Regions from separate parts of the Mus musculus genome. Here all the other regions are linked to region 3. The links are chromatin contacts, called in public Hi-C and promoter capture Hi-C maps. All regions are on one chromosome and are shown on one strand. The core of a region is the stretch at or near the end of the contact, and the rest is flanking DNA. Distances in the headings are between cores, read along the strand shown. Region 1 holds the start of Parp3 (poly (ADP-ribose) polymerase family, member 3). Region 2 holds the start of Abhd14a (abhydrolase domain containing 14A). Region 3 holds the start of Nudt16 (nudix (nucleoside diphosphate linked moiety X)-type motif 16).

What was found. A called contact is a pair of places that touch in the nucleus more often than the background predicts. Capture Hi-C pulls out chosen DNA fragments and counts their contacts.
Region 1: a contact with region 3 is called in a Hi-C map of uterus. The contact joins the promoter of Parp3 here to the promoter of Nudt16 in region 3. A contact is called at or near these places in 2 of 39 promoter capture datasets (liver and pre-B cells) and 1 of 484 Hi-C or Micro-C datasets (uterus).
Region 2: a promoter capture Hi-C map of liver shows a contact between it and region 3, with 3 times the contacts expected there. The contact joins the promoter of Abhd14a here to the promoter of Nudt16 in region 3. A contact is called at or near these places in 1 of 39 promoter capture datasets (pre-B cells) and 1 of 9 other capture datasets (liver).

What each region holds. Positions count from the first base shown.
Region 1 is chr9:106,475,221-106,479,632 of GRCm38.p6, forward strand. It overlaps Parp3 (poly (ADP-ribose) polymerase family, member 3), which reads right to left and starts at 1,729. Exons shown (of 11, transcript NM_145619.3): 1 at 1,273-1,729; 2 at 579-762. The coding sequence starts at 755. It overlaps Rrp9 (RRP9, small subunit (SSU) processome component, homolog (yeast)), which reads left to right and starts at 2,089. Exons shown (of 15, transcript NM_145620.4): 1 at 2,089-2,214; 2 at 2,451-2,533. The coding sequence starts at 2,128.
Region 2 is chr9:106,445,525-106,449,696 of GRCm38.p6, forward strand. Abhd14a (abhydrolase domain containing 14A) reads right to left here and starts at 2,154. Exons shown (of 6, transcript NM_001110271.2): 1 at 2,007-2,154; 2 at 2-310. Abhd14b (abhydrolase domain containing 14b) reads left to right here and starts at 3,116. Exons shown (of 4, transcript NM_029631.3): 1 at 3,116-3,185.
Region 3 is chr9:105,130,463-105,134,958 of GRCm38.p6, forward strand. Nudt16 (nudix (nucleoside diphosphate linked moiety X)-type motif 16) reads right to left here and starts at 1,343. Exons shown (of 3, transcript NM_029385.2): 1 at 1,181-1,343; 2 at 831-1,100; 3 at 1-48. The coding sequence starts at 1,318.

The DNA.
Region 1 (4,412 bases), core at 479-2,978, 1.3 Mb after region 3:
TTGGCACTTGGGTGTCTCTGCCCTTGGGGGGCAGGGTCACAGTCTGACTGGATGTGATGAAGCCCTGCTGTGGGCTTGGGAATTTGGAGAGGATGCAGCTGCTTCCTGGGTGGGGGAATCTGAAAAAAGACCTGGCTCTGCCCTGAGGGCTCAGTTTGAGGGAACACGGAAGAGGGTCCCGGGGGAAATTGAGTCAGGCCCCTTCCTTGAGTGTGATGCACCCTAGTGTCTGATGGTCAGACATGGTACACCTTGACCCAATGGAATAACAGCCCACCTTGGCAGTCTTCAGAAGACAGGTACGCAATCCCTGGCTAGAACAGAGAACCCAAGGAGGAGAAAGAAGGCTGTGGTCTGCCAGGCGGTGGTGGCCCACGCCTTTAATCCCAGCACTTGGGAGACAGAGACAGGCGGATTTCTGAATTCGAGGCCAGAGGCCAGCCTGGTCTACAAAATGAGTTCCAGGACAGCCAGGGCCATACAGAGAAACCCTGTCTTGAAAAACAACAACACAACAAAACAAGCAAACAAAAACAAACAAACAAAAAGGCTGCGGTCTGAACATGGCTTCAGCTCACCTGTATCCCGGGGTTCCGGCTGAATGGACATGAGGGGTCCACACGGATGACCCGATTATCAGCAGGTGCTGCTCTGAGAGCCTCGGCAGTGGACCGGAAGCTGTCCTCCTCCTCTGTCCCTTGTCGCCGCTTCTTGGAGCCCTCAGTCTGCACAGAGGCCTTTCGTTTTGGAGCCATGGTTCTCCTGGGGCAAGAGGTAGGGAGCGTTCAGATTTGCCCTTTAGGAGGCTGGCCTCCTACTCCTTGGTTTACATATCCCCATCTCCAAACCTGCACTTTGTACCTCAGAGATGCAGAAGCTTAGAGCCCGTCAGTTCTGCCCACCCTGGAGTTAGGAAGCAGTTGGCTCGAGGTGTTCCCCGAGGCAGCAGAAAAAGTGAAAGCCGGCTCACCCCACCCACGCTGGGGCCCTTCCCCTTCTAGAACATTTCCTCCTCCTGTCAGTCATCTGGCTAGGTTGCTGGGCTGAATCATCTGAGCTACAGGGGAAGGACCCTATAAGTTGCCCTTCTGCAGCTGGATCTACCTCTCTAGAGCTTAGGACCAAGTGGTGTAGCCTTTTGCTAACAGTCCTGAGTTCTGGGGTGCCAGCCAAAGTTTCAGGCTTTCAAGTGCCAGAGAGAGCAAGAGCCACTTTAACCTCACCCTTCCCTGCCCTGCAGAGGACTCTAGGGCAGGGCCAAAGGACACTCACCCAAATGAAACAGGACCCTGGAAGAGGTGGCTGTTATCCAGCCCGGTATCAGGAATGCTGAATGTGCCTCCTAAGAAACAAGTTCCAAGTCTGGGATCCCATCTAGCGACCCTTCGTGAGCCTTCAGCTAGTTTTTGGTAGGGATTTCCCAGCAATCACGTGAGGAGGGGAAAGAGCTTGGGGGTGGTGTAGAATTCCAGCTTTTGGCCGCTAGTGGGGTGAGTCAGAGGCTGGGTAGGCTGAGGTTGGTGGCCAGTCCCAGAGATGAAATGACAGTAATGTAGACGTATCCAAAGCCGCTCGGACTGACTGGCCCCTCATGCAGCTTTGACTAGGCACATACAGCATATATCCATTATTTGCCCGGTGATTTTGGCTCTGGGTTCGGATGCTGTCTCCTCTCCAGAGCTGCCTGAATTCCATTCCTTAAGTTTTAGAGTCTGGTTGTATTAGCTTCAATCGCTGTTCCAGCGGAAAAATCACAGAACCCCGCACCTCTGGCTCCACCTTGTGGCCATAAGACGCAAGCACCGCATGCCCTCCTGGCCCCACCCCTCCCTGCTAGTCAGGCGTTAGCAGAGCGCAAGCGCCACAGGCCCAGGCCGGAAATCGCAAGAGAGACTTGCTTCCTACTCCAGGCTGGCGCCGGAGCCTATAGGAGCTCTTGAAGGCGTGTCCAGCTGCGTCGGTCCAATAGACGTTTGGGGGCGTGGCAGGATCTTCTCAAGGGCCCAATGGAGCTGCGGAAGGTGGGGCCCGCTGCGCCGTGGGAACCTATCAGGGCTCCGGGTCTTGCCATGCGGCTGGGGTTTAGCAGCCATGTGAGTTCTTCGGGGTAGCGGCACCTTGAACAGTATGTCGACCGCCGTGGCAACTCGTAAGCGGGCAAAGCCAGCTCCCGGGCCCGGGGCGGCTCCGGTGGCCGGCAAGCGGCGGCGAAAGGTGAGCATGGTGTACTCTTGGGCGCGACCGATCTAGCTCCTGGGAGAGCCATCGTTCCATCCCAGGGCCCCCATCGGGGCAAGTATCTTTGCCAAGGGCTCCGTCAGAAGGAAGCCTACATCTCTTTTCTTCTATCCACCAAATCCTGGGAAACCTTCTACTTGGCCAGGGCCAGGTGCTACTTGCCTCTCTCAGTCCTGGGCCTCGTGACCAAGAGAGGATCGTTTGATTTCCAGGTAGACTCTGCTGCGGACAGGGGCAAGTCCAAGGGTGGCGGCAAAATGAATGAAGAGATTTCCAGCGATTCTGAGAGCGAGAGGTGAGTTTTTACCGGGAGGAAGGATAAACGGAGGCTCGTGGTGACTAGAAGACTCAGTGCGACTGGCAACAGAGCTGGGTGTTTGGCTCGAGATCCTGGGTCTACCCTCCAGTTTCCGGCAGTGAGATATCGTCGTTTATCTCTGATGTGTCTATGGGGAAGACGCTGGGCTCCTGTGGGAGGGAGAGCTTGGGACCTTTTTTCGCTTTATGACATGGAGGCAGGCACAGGTCTGGATTGATTGAGAGGCAAGGAGAGAACGGTACAGAACACATCCTCCTGTTCTTAATTCCATCTTCACACAGTACCACAACGACTGGTGTCCTTGGGCACCTTTTTGAGATGAGGTCTCTGTTGTTTTGCCCAAGGTGGCCTTGATCTCCTGGGTTCGAATGATCCTAGGCTTCAGCTTTGTACTGTCACATATGTAGCCTTCCTAACATTAGGGTCTTGTTTCACTGTTGCGAACACGGGTGAGCAGGCAAGTGGAGAGAGGCCGTGTCAGTGTCTGCAGGTGTGTATCTTGGAGACATGTGTTGTGAGAACAGAAGAAGCCTTTTAAAAAGTTGAGCCTGGAGAGACGAGGAGTGTCCTGGAGCGGTAGGGAAGAGGTTCAGGGACCAGAGACAAATCTGGGGTATTAGTGTGCCAGGGTGGAAGGAAGAAAGGATAAACCGGCAGGTGATAGGTACAGGCCAGGGTAGCCGTGAACTTAAGAGATCTGCCTGCTTCTGCCTCCCGAGTGCCAGGATTACAGACCTGGCTATCAGTTCTGCTTCTAAAAGTGAATATGTGGTGCCTTAATTTGCTCAGCTTTTTTTTTTTTTTTTTGGCAAGGTTTTTCCACGTAGCCATGGCTGTCCTGGAACAACCTGTATAGATCAGGCTGGCCTTAACCTCAAAGACATTGCCTGCTTCTGCCTCCAGGACCTGTGCTAAACACTTTGGGTATTTATTTATTTATTTATTTATTTATTTATGTGTGTGTGTGTACATGCTGATGCCCATGGGAGACCGAGGACATTGGAGCCCCTGGAACTGTCACATCAGGGGGTTGCGAGCGAGCCACCTGAGGGGTGCTGGGACTGAACCCAGGGTCGCTGTAAGAACAGCAGGAGTTCTTAGCCGATGAGCCATTTTTTTCCAGCCCATTCTTTACCACCTCTTAAGTCTTTTAACTTGTGTCACGAAATAAATGTGATAACTACAGAAGCACCACTCAGTTTTCTTCTGCTGATCTAACTTGGGTGAAAGTAAAAATAAATGCGTACACACCTTAAATTCAGGGTTGAAACAGCTTTTCTTTCAAAAGGGATTTTTTTTTTAAACAAAAAGTGGTGCTGGGCGTGGTGGCGCACACCTTTAATTCCTCAGTACCTAGGAGGCAGAGGCAGACAGATCTGTGAGTTTGAGGCCAGCCTGGGCTACGTGGCGAAAATATGTCTTGGGAAACAAAACAAAACAAAACAAAAAAGCAGAATTGCTAAATGCCGTTTATAAGGTCTCAGCATCAAGTGTCTTTACCTGCTGAGCCGCCACACCTCTAACTCTAGTCTGCTTTTCTGTGTGTGGGCCCTGAAGTAAGAGACTGATTGGTTTGGATGCACTCAGAAAGGACATAACTCTGGGCCAAGGTCTGGCCTTGACTTTCCTGAGACATGGTTTTTTGTTCTGTTCTTTTAGGCAGGGACTTTGTAACTCTGGCTGCCCTGGAACTCGCTATGTAGACCAAGCTGGCCTCAAACTCAGAGAGACCTGCCTGCCTCTGCCCTCAAGTGCTGGGACATGCCCCAGGACACTGCTATTCCTGATGGGTTTTAAAGTCCCTTCTGGAGGAAGTCCTGGGCAGGGTGCTGGGCGACAGCAGGTAGCTGATGGG
Region 2 (4,172 bases), core at 904-3,403, 1.3 Mb after region 3:
CCTCTGTGGAACTCTTCTGCAGGCCTCACTCCCTAGCTCCGAAGTCAGGCTGTGCGTGGGCTTCAGCAGATCTTCCAGTGCTGATAGAAAATCAGGAGCCGGGTGCAGAAAGAGCACACTCTTCCTCCTAACCTGGAGCAGCCAAGGCTGCCTGTCTCCAGTGCAGCTTTCCCAAGAGGCGGAACATCCGGATGGACCACTCTTAGTGTCCCATCCTTCTTTCAGGGTCAAGGGGTGGGGTTTCACTCGTTGCCATGGCAACTTGGGTGCCCAAGACTAGACAACTGTAGGGGTTCTGATGCAGACTGCACTGCGGGTGGAAGAGGTTGGAGGTAAACTGTGCTTGCTCTGGTTACCGAAATGCCCCTCTTCCACAGCACACAGTGTGCACACACTCATAACAGACACAAGAGCCTGGCTTCCACACACTTTTCAAGAAGCTATCCCCTAAATGTACCATAGCCTCTTTGCACACCCATTTGGTTTATGCAGTCACACTTGTACACTAACACCCATAAATCCCATACATGGGTGCGTTAACAGTCTCTTCCAAAGTCAAAATATTTCATGCTGCAGAGGAGCTCCTTAAGCAGGGAGGTGAACAGCCAGAAATCAGCTTCAAGAACTCCCCTGAAACTGATCAGATTCACTAGAGCCCTCCCTGCCAGAGTAAACCACAAAAGCTGAGAGAGAACCCCTCTCCCACCACATAAAGCTAAGCTGCAAAGAAGCCTCCTCCGAGAGCACGCCAGCTCCCCAAAGAAGCAGAAACCAGCCGAGCTGCCTACAATAGGTTCACACCAGCTGAGGCACTTGGGAAAGACACTCCCCAACCAGGAGAGCTGCCTGCTGGCTGTGCGGTGTGTCCACGTTTTGTGAACTGTCACCCCTGTTTCGGGCTTTGGTGACATAGCTGTCTTTGAGTCCTTTCTGCTCCCATAAGTAATCCCTTATCTGTATTTCTGTAAGTAACCCCAATAAAAATCATTGGTTCACCAAGTTGGACTTTGGTGGTATCCGTACTGTGGACTGTCATGGGCTCCCTATCTGGGATAAGTAGATGTGTGTTTTCTCTCCCCAGGAAATATTTTGTCACAGGACATTATTCTGTGACCCAAAATAAGGTTTTTGTTATCAGGATGGACACATAGGATTTCAAAACCATATGGAAGTCAGGCAGGTGGCCCATGGCTTCAATGGCTTTAATCACAGTACTCAGGAGCCAGAGGCAGGAGGATCTCCATGAATTTGAAGCCAGCTTGGTCTACATAGGCAGTTCCAGGTCAGCCAGGGTCACATAGACACAGTCTCGGAGAAAAAAAAAAAAAAAACAAAAAACAACCCACACACAGGTATGGAAGTTGGAAATTCAGGACCCATAGGGTGAAAGCAAAGAAACAATTCCCAAAACTGCCCTTTGAGCTCCATACACATCCCCCGAAATAAATGAAATACTAAAAGGGCAAGAGTTACAGGTGAAGGGCACCTGCTGCAAGCCTGACGATCTGACTTTTATCCTTGGAATTAATTCACAGTAGTGGAAGGATGAATGGACTCCAGCAAGTCTGGACTTGACCTCCTTATGTGCCACCACCAATATAAATGTTTTAAGAAAAAAGACCTAGGGGAAAACAAACTACTAGCAAACAAGGACCTGCGGGGCAGGCGGGGAAAGAAACGCACCAACTGAAGGACACACACAAACCTTCGGAAATACACACAGTCAGATGCAGAGATAAACACAGAAGAGACATGCAAGCAGGCATGCAGACCGGAAAACACTACCCCAGCCCCCGCTATCCCAGCCCCCCGCCGCCAATGCGAAGAGAAGCACTTATACCCAGACCTTCCAAAACACACAGACACTCGCGTGCCCAGGGGCACAGGAAAACTGTACACGTGTTGCCCCGCGCTTGCGCCTTCCAAAGGACTCTGCCCCAAGCGGCAGGGACAAGGATGGCTGATCCGGGGACAACCTGAGGGCCTCCTTCTCTGGGGACACTCACCGCGTGGACAGGAGTGACCAGAAAGGCTCCGGTGAGGCGGGGCCCGGCCTAGGCGGAACCAACTGCCAAACAGCCTAGCGGCTGTGGTACAGCCTCCTTGGTAACCAGACGGCTAAAGTCCAGCCACCCAGGCGCGCTTGCGCAGTACGCAGCTGCAGGCCAAGCCTGGTTACCAGGGAAGAACGTGGGGCGGTGCCCTAAAGCACCGAGGCCCGCCCCTCTCAGCCCAGATTTTAGGAATTGTTATTGGCCTGAGAGCCTGTGGAAAGTCACCCGGTTCATCAATTTCCGCAGGTTTGTTTGCAAAATGGGGTTTAGGAAAGACACGCTGTGTAAGGATGTCATGGAACTTAAGGACAGGTCAGGTCTCAGAAGAGTTCTTGGCACCAAGCTCTCCTAGCGTTAATGCCAGATGATGCAGCAGCTCCAGACTTCTGCCCAAGCATTTTCTTTACTCGCCCCATTCCCCAGACGGGTCAGAGCTTAAGGTGTCTTCTAAGTCTGGTCTGCTCAGGACATTTATTTTTGGTTGGCAACCTGTGATCAACGTCTGGTCTGTCCCAGGTTCAGGCCTCTGTGTTGCAACCAGACTTTGGGGCAGGGAGGCCAGGAAGGGTGCAAAAGATTCACTACTCATTTGGTACCTCGCCAAAGTTGGCATTAACCGGATTCATTCTACAGGCTCAGAACACACTCCGATGTCACCTGGCCGAACTTTGGCGGAGCCTTCCACTCAGATATGTAGCATGTCAGCTTTATGACAGGTGTACAACTCGTCATGTACTGTCCTGACTCAGGGTGAGGGATGGGATGGGATGGGAGGTTGGGGGTTGGGGAAAACAGCAAAGATACCAGAAATATTTCGCCCGTTAAGTCAAGCCATTTCTGTGTGGAAATGATCTGTGGAGCAGATCAATGAGGATGCAGTTCGCTGACTGTTTCGAGATCTTCAACCCTGTTTTTGGTGCACATGGGGTGGAGGTGGGCTTGGGAAAACAAGTTTGATCAAAGAACGAAGGGTTAAGGTGCAGACGAGCCTAGTGGCAGCTTGTGACCAAGAGAGGGCGCCTGGAACGCCTAGGCCTGTCCCCACCTCCTGTCCCCACCCCTTTCCTACTTCTCTCCCCACCCGTCAATAGCACACGCCATTCTCCTGCGGAAGACCACGCACATTTCCAGGTACCACGCACATTTCCTGTACTCTCGACTCCCTCTCTTGGCGTCTCCACTCAGAACCCACCTGCCCCCAGGCTTCTCATCTCGGCTCTCCAGGTCACCTCTCCTTCCCTCTCCAGGCTACCCCTCCTTCCCTTGCTTCCTCCAGACAGACTCAGGGTTCTGGAACTGTGGCCAGTGAGCCGGGGAGCCTTGGCAGCGCGGGTGACCGCAGCGTCAACTGGTTGGGCTCCAGCGGCTAGCGCGCTGAGCACCCCGCGTCCCTGGCAGTCAGGAACTCCAAAGTCCTTGCTGACCGGTGCATGTGTTTCTGCTTCTGGAAAAAGGGCCTTCGTCCCAAACAAACTTGATCTCCTGCCTGTATTACTAGTTCACCCACAGTACGCTAGTGCTGGTTTAGATGAGGCTAATCAGGGCGGTATTTACCCTTGATTGAGCACTTACTATGTCCTAGGCATGTATAAGTTTTCCCCTCATGCATAGCCTCATTTAATGCCTATGAGCTATTTTTTTTTCTTTCTTTCGAGACAGGGTTTCTCTGTGTACCCTTGGTTGACCTGGAACTCACTCTGTAGACCAGGCTGGCCTCCAACTCAGAAATTCACCTGCCTCTGCCACCCAAATGCTGGGATTAAAGGTGTGTGCCACCACTGCCAGGCTATGAGCTAGTATTGAATAGTCCCACATACCAGTTTTTTACTAGCAGCAGATACCTTAACTGGGAAAGATTTTTTCACTTTTTGCTTTTTTTTTGTGGGGGGGTGTCTTCTCAAGACAGGGTTTCTCTATGTAATTCTGGCTGTCTTAGAACTCTCTCTATAGACCAGGCTGGCCTGGAACTCAGAGATCAGTCAACCCGTCTCTGCCTCCCAGTACTGGGACTAAAGGTGTGCACCACCACTGCCCAGCAGGTTTTCTTTTTTGTTTGGTTGGTTTTTGGAGACAGGGTTTCTCTGTGTAGCCCTGGCTGTCCTGGAACTCACTCTGTAG
Region 3 (4,496 bases), core at 93-2,592:
CTCACCATCACGGAGGACGTACAGGGGTACCCGCACCAGGCCCAGCACCTATGAAAAGGAGACATCGGACAAGTGGGACCTCAAGAACCTCAACACATTACCTTATCTACCTTGGAACAGAACTCTCCAGAGAAGAGCCAAGCAGAACCGGGCCTAATAATCACACCTCAGGAGAGCTTAGAGAGCCAAACTCTGTGGACAAGTGAGCCACGCTGGGTTCCAAGCTCCATCCGTGCCAATCCTTCTCCATCCTTTTCCTCACCCTTACTGGCGACGGCCTCCAGGAGGCATGCCTGGCTGTAGCAGTATTTCAAAACTCAGAACTCACACCACTGTATAGGTAGCACTTGGGTGCTCAAGAAAAATGCAAATACCCAAGTATTCCTCTGACATCCTTACCCAACTCAAGTGATTCCAATGGACTGTTCAGTCTAAACACTGTCAAAGTGTGCGCACTAATCAGTTTTAATAGCGCTCTCACTCCCAGGTTCAGGGTCACCTCTACACACAGGCGTCCCTAGCATTAGACTCACTGTCTGCTTAAGGGAAATATGAACCCAAAGTCAAGAGCTTAGGGTATCATGTGCACTAGCATAGAGCTGGAGAGACCTTTGGATGTGTGTTCTAAAAAGCTCTCTGCAGGGGCCGCTAAAGGTGGCCGAGTAGGTGGTATTATCTAGCCTGGAGATGACCAAGATCCCAACTAGTTCATGCCACTTGAAAGAATTCAAAGTCGGAGGGTCAAAATCTCCTCCACCCAGTGGCTTTTCTCGGTAAGGGGATTGGGGGAGGACAGACTGGAGCTGGAGTGGATCCCAGGCTGGTCCCACCTCCAGCCCATGGTCCTTGGCTTGAGGTGCCCTGGCTTCCACAGCCTGCAGCTGTTCCAGAGTCAGGCGCTTGGCATAGAAGTGGGCCACCACGCGCGGTCTGGCCGCGATGTGTGAGCTGCGGTAGTCAGAGCGTTCAACGCGGAAGGCAGACATCGCTTCGCCCAGCTCCTCGCGCAGTTCCCGGTTCAGCCCGTCCTCCAGGCAGCTGTCCTGCGCGTCCACGAAGCCGCCAGGGAAGCCCAGGCGCCCGTCAAAGCGCATCTGCATCTGGGGGAGGAGGGTATGATGGTTGGCCCGGGCTCGCGAGCCCTGGGGCGGGGGAGCGGCCGTGCATGACGCGTCCTCACCAGCACGGCGAAGCGCATCGGGATGCGGCCGAACAGCTTGCGGGGGTCGGGCGCGTAGAGCAGCGCATGGCAGGCGTGGCGCCAGTCCGGCCCGAGCGCCAGGGCCTCGCTGAGCTCCACTTTCCGATGCCCCTCCATCTCGAGGCTCGCACTTCCGGGTTCTTGCAGAGGCCAGCGCCTCGGGGCGGAGCTTTGCGAGACTCCGCATCAGCCAATCAGGATGGGTCTCTCAGGAGCTCCGAAGACACCCTGGATTGGCCCTTAGGCTAGGGTGGGGCTGAAGGCTTGGTAAGGTCAGGCTCAGGCCGGAGGTGTTTTGGAACCTGAGTTAGAATTTACGCAGGAGTTCTGCCAGTGCAAAGGACAACGTATTTTTTAGAAAACGGTTCTGGGTTGGTCCGTTCATAACAAAGAGTCTAGGGATGGGAGGAAGGTAGTCTGGCTTCAGAACTTATTCCTAGCCTAGCGTGATGGGGGAAAGGAGAGGTGGGTGTAACAAGTCTTGAGTGGTGGAAATGTGGGGATTGACTGATTATAAGAGGGCACAGGGACAGAGCTAACACATTTGGGGAAGGGGAGTGGCCAATGGATGTGGTTACAACAACCAACTGCATTGGCTGTGGGCTCTGGGTAGTGATGTGGCGCCTGGTACATGGAAAATGACATGGAAATGTCACAGGTCACACAGTAAGATTGGGGAGGGGTGGCTGGCTGAGGAAATAAAGCACAGAAAAGAGTGGGGAGGAGTCAGACAGGACACCCCACCACCACCACACTAGGAGTAAATTAAAATACCCTCAGAACTTTAAATTGTGAAGAAAAATAGGAAAGAGATGGGGGACACTCAATGCCTAATGCTGAGATCCTGGCATTCAGGATCCTTCACCTCAGCTAGGCTGCCCCACCTGAAGTTGAGTCCATATATCAAGAACCTGTATGTATTTAAGGAAGGGAAGAGGTGACACTCAAAGAAGATCTGACTTCAGGTCACAGCCTGGACTTGAAAGTTTGTTGTAGAGCTCAGAACTCACCCAGATACAGGCTTGTGACTTTAGTAGAAGCCACTCAACCCTCTCAGGTTCCCAGTTAAGGACCTGTTAGTGGAGGTGGAACCAGCGTAGTATGGGAGTAAAATTCTCCTCAGAGCCAGACATATGGTAAATGCAGCCATTCTTGGATTCGAGGGTGGAGGTTCGATGCTGTGTCTTATGTCAAAGATTGAGGCCAGCATCCTAAGAATAAGGGCACCATCAGGAAAAGCCTGTGGACATCTTGCCTCAGTCCCCTGAGTCGCAGGGCAGAGATGCCATTGACTGAGGCAGTCACATCATGGTGAGTTAGGTGCGATACAGATGCCATTACTCAGATAACATCCAAGGGACAGGCAAATCATCCTGGTCAAACATTATCACCTGGCAACAAGAAGGAGAAGGAGGAGGAGGAGGAGGAGGAAGAGGAAGAAGAGAAGAAGAAGAAGAAGAAGAAGAAGAAGAAGAAGAAGAAGAAGAAGAAGAAGAAGAAGAAGAAAGAAGCTTATAAAACCCTTCATATCTTCCAATTCCAGAGCCCCACCCCAGGCCAATTTCAAGAAAAAATTCCTGGTGGTAGTAAGAGGACACGGTGGTTCTTTTGTTTTGTTTTCTGGATGTGTGCAGTGTATGTGCATGTACAAATGTATGTGTGTTCAAAAGACACGTAGGCTCATGTTCACATGTGTGTGGAGGCCAGAGGTCAATTCTGAGTGTCTCTGGGTGTCTCTCTCTACTGCCAGCCCCCCTTATTTTTTGAAAGTGACTAATGCACTGAGCTCACTAACGGTCTACAATATCTGGTCAGTAAACTCTGGGGATCCCCCGTCTCCCCTTCTCCCAGTGCTAGAGTTACAGGCACGCCCACTATGCTTGGCTTTTGTGGGGGTGCTAAGGATCCAGACTCAGACCTTCATGCTTGTAAGGCAGAGAATGTATAGACTAGGACATCTTCCCAACCTGGCTTTTAAAGACACACCATTTGAAAAGCCACCATGACCGATGTGAGGGAGCCCGAACAAATTACATGCGCCCCCCCCCTTATTTATAAAGAAACCAGACTTATCTCGGGGCTACAGTATTGTACAGAGTTAACACAGAGCCTCATGCAAACAGAGTGATAAGAAATATGGTGTTCAGGATTGTATACATCAGACCTATGATTACTACCACTCTTATAAAACAAACTGTAAATCTTGGTCCAATCTATAATAACTAAAAAGGGCCACCTCCAAATGAAGAGAATTATTATACTTTCTGTAGTAACAGGATGAGCTTAATATGAGTTTGAGTTGGCCTATATAACCCTACAGGCATCTACATAAAGCAGCATTGGGAATGCCTACATCAAGGATTAATAAACCCCTTACTTTTTTGTTCTTGTTGTCGTTGCTCTGTCAGTTGAGAGGCCCACAGAGCCCATGATGCCTGATGATAACAACTCAGTTAGGGTCCAGGACTTGCTTATAACATCATAGCCCAACAAAAGAAACCAATGCTCCTTAGAAAACTTCCACTGAAGAGCCAGAAAGATCCCCAGTGAAATACAGTGAACATCAACCATCTTATGATGTCAGGAAAGAAACTCAATCCCACCCTTACGCCCTCCCTCAAAGAGAAAAAAAAAAAGAATCCCCCAAATAAAAGAGAACCCCTGCACTGTTCTGAGACAGAAAGCCACAGGCCACTGCTGAGTTTTCAAAACAAAAACCAGTTTGAGGAACAGAAGAACAAACGTGGTTTTACTTTTGGTTTATTCATTTATTTATGATGTAAAGTAGAAAATAAATACCTGTCCTGATATTAGAATGCAGATACATGCAGAATGAGCTGCTGAGGGTCGGCAAAGGGTCCTCCACTTGGAAGACTTAGAGATCATTTCAGCAGCTATTTTGTCCTCCAGCAGAGCAGAGCTCCATAGTAACTTCCTTCCGAAGAGTAAACAGTACAAAAAGAAGAAAACCACAGTGCAACTTTGTAGCTTGGGGGTGAAATCAACCAGCACTACCTTAGCGGGACAATCAAGATCAGCAACCGGCATAGGTGTGTCACATCGACAGAGGGGGCTACATATGGTGTCAAGGTAAGCATCCAGCATTGTTGTGTCACACTGACAGAGGGGACTAGATATGTTGTGATGATAATGTCTCTTTTGCCTGAGGTCTCCCCTCCCCCAAAGGAGAGAACTCTGGTCTAAACTTTGAGGAAAGCAACAAGCCAGCCTCCGCCATTTGACAGGTAATCCTTGAAACTGTCAAGGCATTGTCTTAGTTCCTTGGAGTTACTGG